2 separate regions of the Hordeum vulgare genome follow, and region 1 is linked to region 2. The links are chromatin contacts, called in public Hi-C maps. All regions are on one chromosome and are shown on one strand. The core of a region is the stretch at or near the end of the contact, and the rest is flanking DNA. Distances in the headings are between cores, read along the strand shown. Region 1 has its middle 140 kb from the start of LOC123406241. Region 2 holds the start of LOC123406241 (auxin response factor 5-like).

Region 1 (3,008 bases), core at 185-2,684, 140 kb before region 2:
GTGCGAGGCGGGCTGTAGTGGTGGGTGCAGCGGGTAGGTTTTGGCGGCGGTGAGCTGCCTTGTGTGTTTGAGGTGGCGGCTTGGGGGAGGACGGTCGGCATGTGGTCGGAGACGGTTTACTCGGCAGGCTGCTGCGACGACGGATTCGGTGAGCTCCGCGTGAAAGCCTTGCAAGACCTTGGTCGTTGCCGGCGTCGACGGCGTTCTAGGACGTCGTTCCCTCCTCGGAGACGTCGTCGTGGGAGCCCCTTCACCACCTTTGTCACCTCGGTCTCGGGCTCTCCAGGTGAAAACCCTAGTTTCGACCCTGCTCGGAGCGGGCGTCGGCGGCGGTATCGTCGCTTTCTTCTTGGGGGCGACGCCTTGGAGGTCTGGTCCTTCATCAGTTCACGGTGGCTCGGGTGGCTTTGCGGGTTCATCGTCGGCCAGGAGTGTTCGCGGCCTCGGTGCTGGTGAGGAAGTCGGAGCGGCGGCTTCGGAGAATAGTGATGTGGAGTGTTGATTCTGACCGTGTGGGCGGCAACGTCGTTAGCTTAGTTGGAGCGGGGCCTCGGGGTCGGCAGGCAAGCCGGAGTGGCGGCTCCGGAGAACAGTGACGTGTGGTGTTGATTCTGGCCGTGTGGGCGACGACGTCATCAGCTCAGGTGGAGCGCGACTTCAGGTTCGGCGGGCAAGTCAGAGCGGCGGCTCCAGAGAGCACCTTTTGTGTTGTGGAGTGTCGAATCTGGTCGCGTGGGCGGCAGTCGTTGGCTCGTGTGTTTCGATGTACCGGTTTTCGGCCAATTTTCCTTATAAACTGGTCAATTCTCTTCTTCTTAATGCAAAAGCAGAGGTCCTTCTGGTTTCTAAAAAAAGTCAATGACATGATACTGTCTATGAAAAACGATTCGTTGATATTTACGACATACACATATATCTTTCATTGTAATGATATCCTGAAAGCCGAAATCCATGCTCTTATGCAAGGTATAGCTTACGCTATTCAATACTCGAATAGGCCTCTGATTATACAATCAGATTCTTCAAACCCTTTGGCCATACTCTCGGACGATACACTGTCTCGATCAGCCTATGTTCATTTAGCTTATGAGATTAAGGATCATTTGTTAGTTAGGGAGTTTGTTTCTTTAAAAATTAGGAGAGATGCGGAATAGGATAGCACATCAATTGATAAACTATAGTTGTACTGAAGCGTGTACTACAGTACATGGCTCAACTCATGTCCTCCGTGTTGTAAGGAGCAGTTGTCTTGCGATTGTAGCCCTATCTTTATGAAATAAAATTCCTTTTACCCTAGAAAAAAGTTAACATGTTGTTCTGTGTCGGATTTCCGGGCGTCCTTCTCAAACGGCAACAAGAAACGGTAGGGAGGGGCTGGTGGTTGCAGTAGGTCGTGGTCGAGGTGTGCCTCTGTTTGTGTCGTGCAGATGTCAAGATCTATGGTTTTCTCTTCTCCCACGAAAGAGGTCCACACCGTGGACCACGACACAGAAGGAAGATATTTCTACTCATGTCTTTCTCCTCGCAGCCTACGCTCACGTGCTGGAAATCCCACCGGGCACCGGCGGTATACGCTCGCCCACGCAGCAGCAGGTTTGTTCTCTTCTCCCGTGCCCTGCCTGGTTCAACCAGCGCGGCTCCCGAAGCCAGACACAGCGGCCAGGACATGCCAATGCCATGGAAGAGCTCATGGCTGCGTGCGCGCGCCTCGGAATCCGAACTCCACGCGTGATGACGCAGCCACGCAGGTCGCACCGCTGCCCCGCAGTACGGCGGACGAGACGAGAGGAGAGGTGGTGAAAAGAGGTGGCGGTGAAAAGCCGAAATGGGAGGGCAACTGTCCCCTGCACACCCGGCAACCATGTCTGCCGCCCATGTCCCCTCCCCATCGTTTTCTAGTATTCTGACTGTCTTGAGGTTATTAAATTTATTGGGTCAATTAAGAGCATCTCAAACCTACCATGTTTTGTCACCCAACACGGTATCTCAGACCCCATTTCTTTAAAAAGTCTTCAGACTTTTTTAGTTTCAATTAAAAAGTCACTAGTCCCTATCTTTTTTTTCAGGGACTAAACAGGGATTAGAGGTCATTAAATGACATATGAAAAAACCATGTTACCCCTAGTAATGTATTAGAAGTTATTAAATAACATGTTAAAAGTAGGGGCACTGCTGGAAAAGATGTCAAAAAAGTCCCAAAAAGTCTCTCCCATAGGGACTTCTTCCTTTAGTCCCAAATACCTCATTTTAGTCCCTAAAAGTCCCTCCTGTTTCTTTCACATGGGACTAAAAGGGACTTTTTTTAGTCCCTAGAGCAAAAAGTCCCTCTAAAGAAACACCCCCTCATTCATTCACATATAGGTCTAACATTTGTTTTCATGCAAACTAGAGGGGATTTTGTAGACGAGTTAAAGCACCTACAGACCAAACTTGCTAACATGGGCCCTCGTATGCCTATGGACGCGTCCGGCCGCGTCCACGGACACTGATCGGACGCGTCTTATTTATAGCATTTTACATCCGCATTGTTTATATCTGAACCTTCATATTCATAAAATTCATGCAACTTTACATAAAGATAGTAGATTAAACACAGTTAATCGGATCGGATTACTTCGCTGAACAAAAAGGGCAGTTCGTCGGTAAATCCAAACTACAAACTACCTAAACATACTTAAAATATAATCGAAATGGAAAAGAACAGAGGAAATCATCATTTCCTCGCCGCCCCTTCCCCTTTCAGTCGTCCAAGCGGGTGTGCCCCTCCTCCGTATAGGCATCGGCGTGCGGTGCAGCGTCATCACCGTCATCATCGGAGCCGGAGGTGGAGGCGTCGCGGTCATCCTCGTCGGAGCTCCATCGCATGCTGGACAACATGCGGAGCAGACGGTCCTGCTCCTTCACATGGTGGGTCGCTTTTGCCTTCGCCGCCGCCTCTTTCGCTACCTCGCGCTTCGATAACTGGATGGCCAGTCGGAGGGTGTCGGCATTCTTGCGGCAGAGGCGAC
Region 2 (2,753 bases), core at 148-2,647:
CACTGGATTCCATAGGGGAAAAAACCCTATAGGATTGAAACCTGGGAATCAAACGACAAACTTTCTATGGATTGTAGCCCTTTAAAAATTCTATAAAATCCCTTTGAATCAAAAGAGCCCTTAAAGTCTCTCAAAATGCTGGTCGTGCAGATATTCTGTTTTGTATGGCTTATTTGGTTCGCTTGATTTGTAAAGGGAATCGTTTCCCACCCGCGACGCGCCGGTAGCCCCTCGCGTGCGGGCCCTTGCAACATTTTTCCCACCCGCGCGCTTCTCTGATCAATGGATGTAACATTTTTCGTCTAAATATGTTGCAAGCAGCGTTATTTTTGCTGCAAGCGTTTTTTTTTACTATTTTTTGTCCCAGTAAAAAGGTTGCATATACGTTTGGTTGCAACTCCAGTTCGTCGGATTTTTCGTTACAATCGATGTTTTTTACTTTCTGCTACAACCGTGTTAATTTTTGCTACAACCGGCATCATGTTTTGCTGCAACCGTTCACTAAAAAAGTTGCATACACGTTACATAAATATTTGTTACAACCGACGTTTGACTTTTGCTATCACGTACCATCAGTTTTTTTTTTTTTGCTACGATCACGTAGATATTTTTTTTTGCTACAAATTTTATTTTTTGTTGCAACCGTTAAAAAAATTGCTGCATTGCATCGCAATTTTGCTGCATAGGGGAAAAAATGTTACATGCGGATCCAACGGTGCGGACGACGCGAGGTTGATGGATCCTGCGGCTCGCGCGCGACCGGCTGAAAGTTTGGGCCGGCGCGCCGGCGAAGATTAGTCCCCGTTTGTAAAACACGGGAATAGAGGAGACAAAGAATGCAATGTTATATCATTTTCAATACAAGTACATGATTAATATTGGCCGTTTGACTGTACACAGGAAAATGTACTTACTCCGTTCCAATATACTCCCTCTGTTTCTAAATATAAATCTTTTAAGATATTTTACTAAGTGACTATATACGAAGCAAAATGAGTTAATCTATACTATAAAGTATGTCTATATACCTCCGTATGTAGTGTCCTAATAAAACCTTTAAAAAGACTTATATTTAGGAACGGAGGGAGTACATATGTATGTAGTCAACAATAAAATCTATAAAAAACCTATATTTAGAAACGAAGAAAATAGGTTCGAGTGCATGATTTTTTTGTAAAAACCCTTCAGCAATCCGTCGAATAAAAAAAAGGCCCACAGATGGGAGTTGGTATTATTGCCCCTTTTCTGAAAAGAAGGGATAATTCCTGAAACACTAGGAAAAGCACGAAATGGCTCCCGAAAAGCCGCAAGCGGAGCTCCCTCCCTCCACTGCGATTCCCATTCCCCCCTCGAGCCTCACTTCATCAGAGTAAAACGGAGTATAAAAAACAAAGAGGAGAGAGAGAGAGACAGAAGAAGCGTCTCGGTTTTAACTCCCGACAGGCAGCAGCACACACGACGCACCAACCAGCGACAGCAAAGCCCAGAGACCTCAGCTGCAGCAGCTCACAACTCTCACCCCTCCCTCTCTCTCTCTCTCTAGCTCCTTCTCTCTCTACTAGTAGGACTAGACGGGGTCCTTGGCCTCCGTGTTGCTGCTGCTTCTAGTCTAGCTTGTCGGGACGGGGGCGCCGCCGCCGCTCGCTGGGGCACGGCAGCTTTGTGGAAGAGCCCGGCCGGCCATCCAGCCAGCCGGCGACCGGGACCCAGACGGCGGAAAGGAGCGAAAAAAGAAGAGCTCGGCGCCGCGCGCGCTCCTCCGTGACCCATGCGCGCGAGCCGCCGAAGCTAGCAAGCTCCCGCGTGGAAGGCGGCCATGGCGCAGTCGCCGGCGAGCTCCGCCGTCGTCGGTGCTTCCGCTCCGAGCGAAGGTACTCGTCACTTCCTTCTTGCTTTTCGCGCATTTCTCCGGCCCCTCCCCGCGCTCCGGCGAGGCGGAGGTGGCACGGCTTGTAGAAAAGGAAGGGGTCGTCTCTCCTTTTCTCGGTCGCTGACGCGGCGGCGGGCGCAGGGGAGCGGAAGGCGCCGGCGATCAACGGGGAGCTGTGGCACGCCTGCGCGGGCCCGCTGGTGTCGCTGCCGCCGGTGGGCAGCCTCGTCGTCTACTTCCCCCAAGGCCACAGCGAGCAGGTGAGCCAGACTTTCTTGCCGGACGCCGCATGTTGGAGCCATTTCCACAGCGCTCTACAGTCTACACTCCCCATGGTTCTCTTCTTGAATGATAACATCGTGTGTGCTTGCAACTAAATCGATTCCCTGCTCTATAAATCTTTTCAGAGCAAGCATTTGATTTTTTTTTTATAAAAAAATGTTTTTTTTTATTTAATCTGCCATGGGATGGGAGAATCCTTTGAAGTTCAAGAGGGTTCATAACATGGTATACTGATTCTCCCACACAGAAAAAGAAGATGCTATCATGGATATATTGCATTTTGGGCTATACTTGCTTGCTACTACTAATTGCTATCTCAAGCCAGTAGTAGTATTCTTGGGTTATTGGAGGAGTGGTTGGGAGCTTTGGGCCTACTTGCTTCATTTCTTTTTGTTGGCTTTTGGTGTCTTGCATAGGATAGGAGTACTGTTTTCTTGTTAACAGGTTTGGTACATGCAACATGCATCCATGTAGTATTTCTTTGCATTTATGGTACTGATTTCTGTTGCACCTTCCACTGATTCTGCACTGAAAAAACAGCCTGCTTTCAGGAAGATTTTCAGCTGGTATGCTTACGGTCTTCTTGATAGATTCCGCAAAG

What was found. Hi-C and Micro-C count contacts between places; a contact is called where the count stands out from the background.
Region 1: a contact with region 2 is called in a Hi-C map of seedling, with 1.7 times the contacts expected there. The contact joins the enhancer-like site here to the promoter of LOC123406241 in region 2. A contact is called at or near these places in 2 of 6 Hi-C or Micro-C datasets (leaf and seedling).

What each region holds. Positions count from the first base shown.
Region 1 is chr6H:55,362,202-55,365,209 of MorexV3_pseudomolecules_assembly, reverse strand. No RefSeq gene overlaps it. Among protein-coding and RNA genes, the nearest start is that of LOC123406241, 140 kb to the right of the region's middle. Within about 2 kb of position 1,434, at least 3 of the 3 cell types and tissues checked have open chromatin away from gene starts, as enhancers often do. A contact at or near this core is called in leaf and seedling, where this site is marked.
Region 2 is chr6H:55,227,098-55,229,850 of MorexV3_pseudomolecules_assembly, reverse strand. It overlaps LOC123406241 (auxin response factor 5-like), which reads left to right and starts at 1,397. Exons shown (of 14, transcript XM_045099728.1): 1 at 1,397-1,871; 2 at 2,012-2,130. The coding sequence starts at 1,817.